3 separate regions of the Ovis aries genome follow, and all the other regions are linked to region 3. A link is a contact called in public Hi-C data. All regions are on one chromosome and are shown on one strand. Each heading gives the region's core, a stretch centred on a gene start, on an enhancer-like site or on the middle of the called end of the contact. The rest is flanking DNA. Distances are from core to core; before and after follow the strand shown. Region 1 holds the start of RAD51D (RAD51 paralog D). Region 2 overlaps UNC45B (unc-45 myosin chaperone B). Region 3 overlaps LOC101113085 (protein SLFN14).

What was found. Hi-C and Micro-C count contacts between places; a contact is called where the count stands out from the background.
Region 1: a Hi-C map of liver shows a contact between it and region 3, with 2.2 times the contacts expected there. The contact joins the promoter of RAD51D here to the enhancer-like site in region 3. A contact is called at or near these places in 3 of 16 Hi-C or Micro-C datasets (liver, muscle and tail adipose tissue).
Region 2: a contact with region 3 is called in a Hi-C map of retroperitoneal adipose tissue, with 4 times the contacts expected there. The contact joins two enhancer-like sites. A contact is called at or near these places in 12 of 16 Hi-C or Micro-C datasets (blood, liver, mesenteric adipose tissue and 4 more).

The regions. Positions count from the first base shown.
Region 1 is chr11:14,694,965-14,699,364 of ARS-UI_Ramb_v3.0, reverse strand. It overlaps RAD51D (RAD51 paralog D), which reads right to left and starts at 2,481. Exons shown (of 9, transcript XM_042255410.2): 1 at 2,209-2,481; 2 at 1,882-1,943; 3 at 1,573-1,691. The coding sequence starts at 2,290. FNDC8 (fibronectin type III domain containing 8) reads left to right here and starts at 4,033. Exons shown (of 4, transcript XM_004012462.5): 1 at 4,033-4,241. The coding sequence starts at 4,033.
Region 2 is chr11:14,646,067-14,650,427 of ARS-UI_Ramb_v3.0, reverse strand. UNC45B (unc-45 myosin chaperone B) reads left to right here. Exons shown (of 20, transcript XM_004012459.4): 9 at 18-189; 10 at 3,073-3,373. Among named protein-coding and RNA genes, the nearest start is that of UNC45B, 16 kb to the left of the region's middle. Within about 2 kb of position 1,992, at least 2 of the 54 cell types and tissues checked have an H3K27ac peak or open chromatin away from gene starts, as enhancers often do.
Region 3 is chr11:14,514,064-14,517,989 of ARS-UI_Ramb_v3.0, reverse strand. It overlaps LOC101113085 (protein SLFN14), which reads right to left. Exons shown (of 5, transcript XM_042255407.2): 5 at 1-3,022. The coding sequence ends at 2,188. Among named protein-coding and RNA genes, the nearest start is that of PEX12, 27 kb to the right of the region's middle. Within about 2 kb of position 2,094, at least 14 of the 54 cell types and tissues checked have an H3K27ac peak or open chromatin away from gene starts, as enhancers often do. A contact at or near this core is called in liver, where this site is marked.

The DNA of each region.
Region 1 (4,400 bases), core at 1,232-3,731, 180 kb before region 3:
TGCAGTGACCTATGGTGGCTGCCATCCTGCCAGTTTACCACCTGACCACTCTCTCTGTATACGCTGGCTTTATAAACTCCCAAAGGCCAGGCCTGCTTCCTGCTAATCACCCCCTCCTTAGCTGCTGGCACACATGCTCACACCTCTCTCGTGTCCACCTGCTCTTCTCTACCCAGTGGACCCCAGGCTCCTTAAATGCAGGGGCCTCACCCATGCCCATCTCCGGTACCCATGCTTGACACTGGCTACTGCCTGATGAACGACAGGCCTGAACCCTCAACCCAGGGAAAGCAAGCACTGGGTTGTGTGAACCCTGCCAAGACAGCGTGTTTTGGAAACAGCGAGGGCCAAGCCGATCCAAAGACCTTTGTGGTGGCAGAGTTCTTTATCAAATTCCGCACAAACAGGCCAGGGAAGAGGTCAGCCTCCCTTGGCCAGAAGCCGCCTGTTTTCTTCCAACTCTTTCTCTCTCCAAACACTGCAGAAGGAAACTACTCTCACCCCTTTCTGCTGCAGCGTACAAGGAGTGAACCAAGTTCAGGAACAAGTACCCCAGGGCTGGAGCCCCACCACTGCCCCTAGTTCCTCTTGTGCTAAACTCAAGTGGGGTTAATAATCACCAACTCACAGGATCACGAAGAGATTATACAACCTATTGTATAACCTTGCTGTTGTTCAGTTGTCCAGTTGTGTCCAACTCTTTGCGACCCCATGGACTGCAGCATGCCAGGCCTTCCTGTCCTTCATCGTCTCCGGAAGTTTGCCCAAGTTCATGTTCATTCCATTGGTGATGTCATCCCAGCATCTCATCCTCTGATGCCCTCTTTTCCTTCTGCCCTCAACCTTTCCCAGAATCAGGGACTTTTCCAATGAGTCAAGTGTTTGCATCAGATGACCAAAATACAGGACTTTCAGCTTCAGCATCGGTCCCTCCAATGAGTATTCAGGGTTAATTTCCCTTAAGATTGACTGGTTTGATCTCCTTGCTGTCCAAGGGACTTTCAGGAGTCTTCTCCAAGCACCACAGTTTGAAGGCATCAGTTCTTCAGTGTTCCACTGTATAATCTACTACAAGTCAATGGCTGGTACTTAACCTAGTCCTGCCACACTCTCTTGCCCCATCCATCCTTAAGTGGACAGGGAGGTAGGGCCAGAGAAGAGTTGCTCTGATTTGCTGAATAATAATGAAATACTGACATCTTGTGTTTCAGTGGTTCTCAACCAGTGTAGATTTTGCCCCCAACCCACCCAGGGATCACAGCTGGAGATATTTTTGACTATCAGACAAGGGGAGAAGGGAGGTGCTACTGGCATCTAGCAGGCAGAGGCCAGGGAAGCTGCCAAATGACCTACTAAACACGCAGGACAGGTTCCCCCTACCCCAATAATTCTGCATCCCCCAAAGTTACGAGTTATGAGAAACGTTCTTACAGGGTAAGAGAACTTAGAAGTCCTGACCATCCTCAGCACTGTCTGAAAGGGCCTGCTGGCTCCAGACTCCAGCATCGAAAGCCCAGCAAGAGGAAGTCAGGTCGCCCTGCTTCTGACTGTCCCGCACGTACACACACAAACCTTCCAATGCCGGTGGACAGGATGGCCGTGGTGGTTTTCAGTTCCTCGTAGAGATCAGCGCCATTGAAAGGGAAAGCTGAGAACTGAGCCAGCAGCACTCGCCTCAAGGCGACCAGGGCCTGCGGAAGGGGCGGGGCAGCTCAGGATCCGGGCTGCAGCAGCCCCAAAGAGTTCTTAGGCAACGACCCGTCAAAGGAAGGGGCCGCCCAGGGTCTCAAACGCCGCCGTTATCAATCCTTAGGAACCCCTCTGCTCGGGGATGGGCATTTAGAGACACCCAGGTGTGGAGCGTGGAGATGATCAGCTCACCTTGTAAGACAGGCCACATTTCTGGGCGACCTCCTCCAGGTCTGCAGAAACCAGCTCCACCACTGAAAACGAAACACGTGGGGTTGATGGGCAGGGAGGGAGGCCCGGGGCGTCCGCACTCGACTTTCCCGCGCCCGCGCGTACTGGCGGAACCGTGGGACCCGGCGCGGTGGCGGGCACACGGTGGGGGGTTCTACCCTCCCAGGGGCGTGGCTCGCCCCCGCCCGCGTTTCCGGGCTCCCCGGGGGCGCAGGAGGGAGGAGAAGGGCCCCTCCGGGTGTGCCGGGGCCAGCCCTGTGGCTCGCAATGGCGCGCGCCCGCGGTCACCTGTCTTGATCCCGCCGCTTTTCAAGAGCTGGACCATGTCCTGGGTGAGGCCCGGGCACAGTCCCGCCCGGAGCACGCCCATGTTCCCTGGGGGCCTAGGGCCGCTCGTCCTAGGGGCATCCGTGGGGCCCTCTCCAGTCGTCCCCACCCCGCCCCCGGCGCCCCTTTCTGGACGGGCGAGGAATGCGGGAGGCAGCGACCGCGCGGAGAAGGCGGACCCTTCGGGAGCTCGGGCACCCAGGGCCAGCCCGCCCCGGCCACGCCGCCGCTTCCGGCTTCCAGGCGCCAGGACCCGGCCTGCGGCGCCACCTGCCGGCCGCGGCGCGGACGCGCGGGCCGGGCGGTCGGGGCGGAGACAGCTCGGGCTGCGCGAAGCCGGGCTCCCAGCGCAGAGGTCGACGCGCCCGGCTCGGAGGGTCGCGGCCCGCGTGCGCCTCCGCCTTCTCCTGGGCCACGCCCCCCGGTGCAGCTTTCGGTTCTGAACGCTGGGCCAGGACGTTCTATCGGATCGACCATCCCTACGCCCAGGGACCTACCTGTTAGCGAAAGAAGGCAGTAAAGAGCAAATCAAATAAATCAGATAATTACCGAGATTATGATGGCTGCTAAAACGCAGGAGAGCACAGAGAGGGTATCTGCTTCTCTAGTTTCCAAACAAAAGAATTTTTACGTATACAACGATAAAACCCCTGAGTGTATAGAAAACACACACACATACGAATTTTAAATGTCCTTGGCTGGACCTCATCCTCTGGAAGAAACAACTTTACAAGGTTGGCTCCGCACAGTCTAGTGAGGTGGTGGTGGTGGTGGTTTAGTCGCTAAGTCGGGTCTGACTCTTGCGACCCCATGAACTGGCGAGCCGGCCAGGCTCTTCTGTCCATGGGATTCTCCAGGCAAGAATACTGGAGTGGGTTGCCGTTTCCTTCTCCATCTAGTGAGGTAGGTGCTATGTTTATCCCTGTTTTACAGATGAGCAAAATGAGGCTCGGAGGTGAAGTCATTTGTCAAAGGCTTCACAGCCTAGGAAGCTGTGGGCAGAGCTGGACTGAAGAGCTCACGAATCCCCACCCAGGTGCAAAGCCATTGCTGTTTTAACAGCTGCCGGGTTCCTCACCCCACAAAGTTATGTGTATGTTTTCCTCCCCGTGACATGGTTTCCCTGAGAACAGAAACAACCTCTGGCCGATTTCTGTATGCCTCTGCACCACCCACTGTGGTCACTCAGTACCTGAAGACACTTGAAGTGGAGGTCAGACAATTTAGAATTCCAGCAGTAAAACCTGGGTGTGTGGGCGCTCTAAACCCCATGAGCCATCCCAGCTTTCCCGGTGCCCACACAGCTGGACACGGGGTTTGCTGCCTCCGATGTCTGGATATGAAGTCTCAGAATTCTATCGTCAAGGTGTCCCACTCCCAGGGACCCAGTCCGTCCAGTACTGCCTGCCTCCCTCCACGCCCAGGCGCCACTGTCTCACCATCCACCTTCTCCTTCCCAGGGCAGATCAGAAGGGCACAGGTGGTGAGCATTTTGAGATCTTCAGAGAAGAGCAGGGCTGCTGTAACCACGGAGCCTTAGCCCAAGTGGTGTCGTCGACTATTCTGGGGCTCTGCCCGCTCCTGACGTTGGCCCTGGGCTGCAGCAGCCCCCGGTCAGGGGGGAGCGTAGCCCCTAATTGTTACACTCTGTGATAATTATGAAGTCAGCTCATCGCACCCCCATCCCACCGCAACTAAGGGTGTGTCTGCTGCCTCCAGTTTCTCTCTGCTTCCTGTCAGCTTGGTTGTCCTGCATGGTGCCGGCTGCGGTCCCAAACAAACTCAATGGCATCAGAGACATTCTACAAAGTGGGAGATGGGGAGGAGGCCATGCTGAGGAAGGAAACCCTCAATGTCTTGAATGCGCTCAGTCAAATGCCGAAGACCTTTCCAAACCCCAAGTCAATGAACAGGACCGTCACGACCAAAGGCCTCCCACTTTCCTCGAGGGGCAGTTTGGTGAACTTCTTAGAGGAGGGTGCCATCAATCTACCGTAAGACACGAGTCTGGTCCTTTTCTGCTTTCTAAGGCCAGAGCTGGATGGGCGGAGGGGTTGAGGAGGTGGGGCGGGGGCGCCGCAGGGAAGAGGGTGTTGAAGAGGCGCCACTCCTTGACCTATCCCAGTCGAGACTCCCAGGGAGGAGCATGTAAG
Region 2 (4,361 bases), core at 743-3,242, 130 kb before region 3:
TGCTGTCTGTCCTGCAGGCCTAAGGAAGATCCTGAAGGTGGTGGGGCAGGTCCCAGATCTGCCGTCCTGCCTGCCCCTGACTGACAACACCCGCATGCTGGCCTCGATCCTCATCAACAAGCTCTATGACGACCTGCGCTGTGACCCCGAGCGCGACCACTTCCGCAAGATCTGCGAGGAGTACATCACGTGAGTCTCCCGGAGGGTCGTGTAACCAAGTGGGGGTCTGGCTGTTGGCCTTTCGAAAGCCAATAAAGAGGCAAGGCTGGTGGGAAGGAAAGCTTGCTTTACTTCAGAGGCTGGCAACCTGGGGGTGGAGGGGAGGGTGGACTCCTGTCCAAAGGCTGACCTCCCCTCCCTCCCCACCACCACCCTGCTGACAGTCAGCGGGCAAGAATTTTTAGAGATGGAAGGAGGGGTGCTACACATAGAAACGGCACAGTCAGCTCTGGCAGTCACCTGGAAACTGGTCATCAGCGGTCTGACCAGCATCATCTTGCTCAGTCCAGTTAGTCTTTAGGGTCAGTTTGTTCCTGTTTCTTTGAGGCCAGTTCTCAGAACCGTGGCAGCATTTATCACGGCCACAGTCCAGTCATCACGTAATTGACCTCTTCCACCTGGCGAGGGTTTCAGTATCTTTAAGACAGCTCACAGGATATGGCTCAGAATATTATCTGTGACCCTTGAGGAGAAACTAAACCCTTGACTTAGCTTAATGACTAAACTATTATTATTTGGTTTCATTTGACTGTTTTCCTTTGTGACTGCATTTTCTCACTTCTCTGATTAAATTTGTTGTTCGGCTAGAGTTTTTCCACAGACCAAAGGCAGGACCATAGGTCCTGCTCCATTTCAGTCAGGCTCTGTATCAGTCAGATTTAGCAGTGTAAAACAAGAAACGTAATTTATTATCTCACAATAGGACAGCAATTTGGCAGAGGTTCGGCTGGGGGGTTCTGGCTTTGGGGCTTACACATTAGCCACATGTTGTCCTGGACTACTGTCATCCGAAGGCTGGACCGGGGCTGGGAGACCTTCCAAGACGTTGCATTAAAGTGGCTGGCACATTGGTGCTCGCTCTTGGGTGGAAGCCACGGTTCCTCCCCATGTGGATCTCTGCTTATGGTAGCTGGCTTCTCTTTTCCTTTACTCCAATAATCCTCAAACTTGGAAACTGTTCAGATTTCTGGGACTCAGTAGTCTGGGTTGTGGCTCAGGAAGCTGCACGTTTTAAAAGCACTAGGGGAGTCTTGGGAGGGTGGAAACTCTCCCTTCACTCCGCTTTCCTTTCTCTATTCCAGGGGTTGACACACTTTTCCTGTAAAGGGCCAGAGAGTGCGTTTAGGTTTTATGAAACATGTAGGTCTCTAACACAATGAAAAAGAAAATAAACAAAACTACTTTAAAATGTAAAAAATGTTCTCAGCTTCCTGGATCCGGGGCCCAGCAAAGTTGGCTCAATCCCATCGTTTCTCCTGATCCCGACTTTGAGTCACTTTTAACGCTCCTCAGGGCTTCTCAGTGGTCTTTTTCTACCTCAGCTTCAGTGTTTGCAGCTAACTTGAGTCTTTCATGAAGGCCCGAGCTGAGTTCCAGTAACTATCTCCCAGCCAGTTAAGTTTGGATAGCGGTTTGCCTGTGAATGCTGCCTCTGTGGTCACCTGACACTGAGTCGGGGGGGGCGGGGGGGGGGGGGGGGTTACCACCTTCAACAAGTGGAGCCTGAGGCTGCCACCTCCCACCCCCTGGGGGTGCTTTGTCAGGAGCCAGGGGCTGGGTGGAAGTTCAGATGCCAGCTGGCATTGGTTTAAAGGGCAGACCTCAACTCCTTATTATTTTTTTAAATTATTTGTTCATGGCTTCTCCGGGTCTTCGGTGCTGCGTGCGGGCTTTCTCTAGTTCCTGCAGGCGGGGCTGCTCTCTAGCTGTGAAGCCTGGGCTCCTCCTTGTGGGGCTCCTCAGTAGTGCAGCTCTCAGGCTCGAGAGCACCAGGGCTAGTTGGGGCACAGAGGCCACAACCAGGAAGGGCTCTGGGTGCCCCAGCACCAAGCAGGAAGATGAAGCACAGGGCATGGACTCTGGGCTGGAGGGGCTCTCGGAGCTCCCAAAGCCTGCCCCTCTCCCCCAGAAGGACTCACCCACTCGCCCAGCCAGAGGCAGAGGTGGGACCGGAGCCCAGGTCTCTGACTCCTGCGCCATGCTCTCCTTTCACTTATACCCCTCTGCTTTTACACTGTGTACATCTGCCCTGATCCCCCACAACGAACAAACCTGGGCAGATCTCAGAAGGATCGGGTGTCCCCAGACAGAGGTCTTCCTGTAGAGTAGATGATAGTGGATTTTGAAAGCAACACAGAACCTTCCAGCTCTTCTAGTCCAACCCCTCCCCCTAACTCAACGGGAGAAAGTCTAGGACCAGACAGGGGAGCGGCTGGGCCAGGCGGCGTCATGATTCAGCCGCGTCAGAGAGGCAGGTGGTGTGCCAGCCACCCTGGTAGCCCTTTCTGCTGTCCTGTCCCACCAGACATCCCAGCTTCTGGGAAGCCTCTTGGCTGACAGCTCTCACCTGTCACCTCTCTTTGGGGACTTGGTTCAGCTAAGGACAGCTATTCACCTTCCCAGGGCAGCCAGCACCCAGTGGTTCGTCCCTCTCTCCAACCTGGAACAACTTTGAATGGTTTCTCAGCTCTGGAACTCTTTGCAAGCTGAGGCTTCGTCATGACTGCATCGTAGTCCAGCGCCTCCTTCCATCCAGTCCTGATTTCTTCCCTTTCCCAACAGGTGTTGATCCCGAGCTCTCTCCCTAACAAATGTCCTAAGTGTCAGTCCTCATCTGGGTGGGACTCTTGAGGAACACAATGCCTGGCACATCCGTTTTGTCATCTATCCTCATCATAACTCTGAGAAGCAGTAGTGCTATCCTCAGTGTCCAGATCAAGAGCTGAGGCTCAGAGAGGTTCAGTGACTTGCCTTAGGCCACAAAGCATATGAGTTGTGGATCTAGGATGCACAACCAAATCTGCCTGCCCCAGAATCTCCCACTCCCCTGACCACACTGGCCTTCCATTTTAGGGGCACGTTTGACCCCCAGGACATGGACAAGAACGTGATTGCCATCCAGACGGTGTCGGGGATCCTGCAGGGCCCCTTTGACCTGGGCAATCAGCTGCTGGGACTGAAAGGTGTGATGGAGATGATGGTGGCGCTGTGCGGCTCGGAGCGTGAGACGGACCAGCTGGTGGCCGTGGAGGCCCTCATCCACGCCTCCACCAAGCTCAGCCGCGCCACCTTCATCATCACCAATGGTGTGTCACTGCTCAAAGAGATCTACAAGACCACCAAAAACGAGAAGATCAAGATCCGCGCACTGGTGGTGAGTGGGCTGGGTACCAGACCCTGCACCAGGTACCAGGGATGCCAGAATGAATGGGATGTGGCCCCTGTCTTTGAGGAAACCAAGCTGTAGGCACCCAGACCCACCCACAGGCCTCTGCAGAGCAGGGTGGTAAGCAGAAGACTGTGAGAATGTGGATTCAGGATGGGAAACCATGCTGTATAATGACTGTCTCCTTAATTTTTTTTTTTACCATGGGGTATGCAGGATCTTAGTTCCCCCAACAATGATCAAATGCCCCGTGCATTGGGAGCAGAGTCTTAACCATTGGATCACCAACAAGTCCCTGCTCGACGCCATTGAATGACTCAAACACTGATGAGCCTTTGTCCAGCAAGTACTTTCAGTGCAGACTCCAAAAACTCAGTTTTCTTACTTGGTTTCTATATAGCACAGTTAAACCTATTGCATTTTTTCCCATTTTCATTATATAGAAATCACTTTCATTGACCTTTTTCTTGTCAACAATTACAGTGAAGATTTGAGTCATTGATCTGTTTTTCTTTTTTGGTTTATATCAGTTTTTAAAAAAAACTGATTTTAGCTTCTACCATTGTGAGTTTTCTCTTATGGAAGACAGACTTTTGTTTTCCCCAGCAAGAGTCCAGTTTTTCCTGGGTAAAAATCTGCACATCTGAATCTTCCCCCACCAAAGTGATTTCATGACCAGGTTTTGTGCCGTAAGTTTTATCACCGAGGTTTCTGTTGTGTTAATATTTGGGCTTCCCTAGTGGTTCAGATGGTGAAGAATCTGCCCGCAAGGCAGGAGACCCAGGTTCAATCCCTAGGTCAGGAATATCTCCTGGAGTAGGGAATGGCTACACACTCCAGTATTCTTGCCTGGAGAATTCCATGGACAGAGGAGCCTGGTGGGTACAGTTCATGGGGTTGGAAAGAGTCGGATACGACTGAGTGACTAACACTAGTATCATCCTAGTGTTTTTCAAAATGACACGACACGAAGCAC
Region 3 (3,926 bases), core at 845-3,344:
TAGATTCTGATTTTCTGAAAGGAGCAAGTCCATTCAATAAATAATTAATGAGCACCTGCCATATTCAAGGCACTCTACTAGTTACTTTTGGGGGAACTAAAGAGGTGTAAGTGCCATCCTTACTCTCAAGGGGCTCACAATCTAATGGGAAGAGAAAAGTGTACCTATACACTTGGGGACAGAAAGAACAGACCAGAAGAAGGAAGCGTGCACGAGTCCTCAGCCCTGGCGGCATAGTGGAGTCATTTGGACAACTTTTATGAAGTGTCCAAGCCCATGCCTAGAGATGCTGATGTAATTGGTCTGACGTCTGACTTGATGACTGTTTTGGCTTATTTTTAATATTTATTCATTTCTATGTTTTTATTTAGTTGGCTGCACCTTGTCTCACGTGTGGCGTGCAGAATCTTCACTTGCAGCACATGAACTCTTAGTTTCAGCACGTAGTAGGATCTAGTTCCCTGACCAGGGGTGATCGAACCTGGGCTCCCTGCATTGGGAGCGCTTGAGTCTTATCCACTGGACTACCAAGGAAGTACCTGATATTTTTATAAACTCCTCAGAGGGTTATAAAGAGCAGCCAGGATTGAGAACCCCTGGATTAGGCCTTCTACTTTAAGTTTGACCGAACTCTCTGCATAGTACTGACAAAGACTCTCACGTGCAATCCTTAAAGCAGTTGATTCTTTTTTAAAAATAAATTATTTTATCAAAAATTATACAATGTATGCAAATAGTTTAAAGTCCAGAAAGTCAAATGGCGCTGAGGCTTACGACTAAAATTTAGCAGTCCCCATTCTCTCCATCCCCCAGTTCTTCCTGCATTTTTGACTCTTTAAATTATTTGTAGAGCATTCACACACCTTCAGTTCTCCAAATGTTAACATACTCGTATCTCTTGCTTCATCAAAAACGAATTAACTGGGACTTCCCTGGTGGTTCAGTAGTTAAGAACCTGCCTTTCAGGAAATGTGGGTTCGATCTCTGGTTTGGGAACTAAGATCCCACATTCTTTGGGGCAACTCAGTCTTCGCCCCGCAACTACTGAGCCCGTGGGCCACAACTAGAGAGTCCATTGCGCTGCAGTGAAGGATTCCGCATGACGCAACTAAGAACCGATGCAGCCAAAAATAAACCCAAAAAATGAAAACAGAAAACTAACTAATTGTGGAATTTTTTTTTCTCCCACTTAAAAGTACCCTGAAGCCCCCAAGGAAAGGCAAACAGAAGTAGGTAGTTGGAGCAACAGGAGGCAGAGGAAGCTTCTGTTCAATCCAGGGAAAGGAGAGCTGACGACTGTCAGGTTCAGACTGGCTGCCTTGGTGACCCAAGCAGTTCAGAGAGGCAGCTAAGAGCACTTTTCTAAGCCCCACCCACCTGCTCTCCCGCCTCTTGGAAAGCTGATGGGCTTTATCTGAAATGATAGCCAAAAGCATATATCCACACTTTCTCCTGGACTTACGCTTGGAGAGCACCCTACTCCACCTCCAAAATAAGCCAGTGAGGCGGGGGTGGGTTAGAAACACTGGAAGATGGACTTAAAACGAAGGATGCATTCGACGAGTAAGTTAGAGTGTTATCCTGGGAAGCCCTAAAAATTAGTTTGGCTTGAAGACTTCAGGGACGCCCTGGAGATACATTAGCAGGGATGTCACAAAATCAGTTCTGTATGTAAGGAGCACCTCTGTGACTGTTGGCTTCCCTGGTGGCTCAGGTGATAAAAGCATTTGCTTGCAATGCGGGAGAAACGGTTTCGATCCCTGGGTTGGGAAGATCCCCTGGAGAAAGAAACGGCAACCCACTCCAGTTCTCTTGCCTGGAAAATTCCATGGATGGAGGAGTCTCGTAGGCTACAGTCTATGGGGTCGCAAAGAGTCGGAGACGACTGAGCGACTTCACTTTCACTTTCACTTTTCTGTGGCTGGACAAGATGAAAGCTGGATTGGATTAGAAAACTCAGAGGCAAAGGACCCATCATAAGTCCCAGGGAAGAAGTGGAGGGGAGTGGGGAAGACCAGTGACCCCGCAAATGGAGGCCCAGTGCCAGGAGGCAGTTCTGTGGCTCCATGCTATTCTGACCGAGCCTTGATGTCCTCGCTTGTGACAGATGAAAGGGCGAAGCTGCCACCTGCTGGGGAGCAGGGAGACTCTGCTCTCTGTCCCTTCCTATACTGTTTGAAATAATTTTCAGAAGGTTGCCCTCTTTTCATAAAGCAGGTAGAGGTGTTTGATGGCTTTCGAGGCAAAACAGAGCTTATGAACTTCCTCTGACAGGGCATACTCCGGACTGAGCCCAAACACAATATTCCTCTCCAGGCCTGAAAACTGCTGAATACTGTCTAAAACAATGTGACCATCCAGAACACCAGAGGCCTGGCTGAACACAACCTTTGTGGGTCCACAGGTCTCAAATAATTCCATTGCTCTTAGCAGTGCAAGCTCATAGCGTCCTCTGTCCTCTGCTCTCCTGCACAGAATTGCTATGTCTCTGGGCAGATAGCCACACTGGAACAGGTGGTGACATCTTTCTGCCACGTGTCTCGCAATTTCTTCTGTGGTCAAGTTAGTCTCTGTCTCACACACCCCAGGCAAAGCCTGGGCACGCATTGCTTCTTCATACGAAGCTTCCCTGAACGCCGCCAGTGTGTCTGGAGACACGCTGGGGTGAGGGTTTTCCTTGATCCTCTTCATTTCTTCTTTCATGAGCATCGCTATTTCCAGAGCACAGTGGATCCCGCTGGTGATTGTTTTCCGAGGAAACTGAGCAGATGGAGGCGGAAGGCCGTTGCCATCTCCATGATGGACTTGGAAAGGGTCCAGAAAAAGCCAGAGAATCCCATGGTGTGGGTTTTCACTTCCAGCACCCCTCACCTTTGGGTGGGTGATGCTCTTGGCCTTCATGTACCAGTCACCATATTTACTGCAGAAATGCTCAGTTTCATCCATCACTATGTGCTTGATCTTTGGGAACTCCCCTCCCATGAAGGTTTTCCGGGTCACAGCTCGGCAGGTCGTTTGCTGGCTGTAAGGAGGAAGGAGAGAATAGGGCTTCAGGCATAAAAATGAAAGGAACGCCATGCATTTATGACTCTCTGGATTGGCATTCAAGACTGGCTCTCATCCAGAAGCTGATTCACTGATTCAGCAGTGTCCTGAATACTACAAAAATGCTCTTCTTACAAGGCTCCTGACATCAATTGTTGTTTAGTCACTAAGTCAGGCTTCCCAGGTGGCACTAGTGGTAAAGAACCTGCCTGCCAATACAGGAGATGTAAGAGATGGGGGTTCCATCCCTGGGTCGGGAAAGATCCCCTGGAGGAGGGCATGGCAATCCCCTCCAGTATTCTTGCCTGGAGAATCCTTTGGACAGAGGAGCCTAGTGGGCTATAGTCCATAGGGTCTCATGGAGTTGGACACGACTGAAGTGACTTAGCATGCACGCACAGTCGCTAAGTCACGTCCAGCTCTTTTGCGACCCCATGGACTATAGCCTGCTGGGCTCCTCTGTCCATGGGATTTCCAGGCAAGAATACTGGAGTGGGTTGCCATTTCCTTTTTCAGGGGATCTTCCTGACCCAGGAGTCAAACTCGTGTCTCCTGCTTGGCAGACAGATTCTTTACCACTGAGCTACCTAGAAAGCCTGACAGAATGCATATTGCAAACCCTAATCCTTGGAGCTATCAAGTTAAATCAGCATGTGAGACTTTTAAAATGAACTCAGGTAGAAGATTTTGTTATTTCTACTACAGTCCATTTCTACTGCTTAACAATCCCTAAAGATAAATTCCTTATATCTAAGGGAAATCTCAAAATGAATTTACACTTGTTACTACTATTTCTTTACTTTCTATCTTTTTTAGAGCTGATAAGCAGTCGCCTAGAGGCATATCATAATTTTCATATGAAAAAGAAATATGGGCTCCTA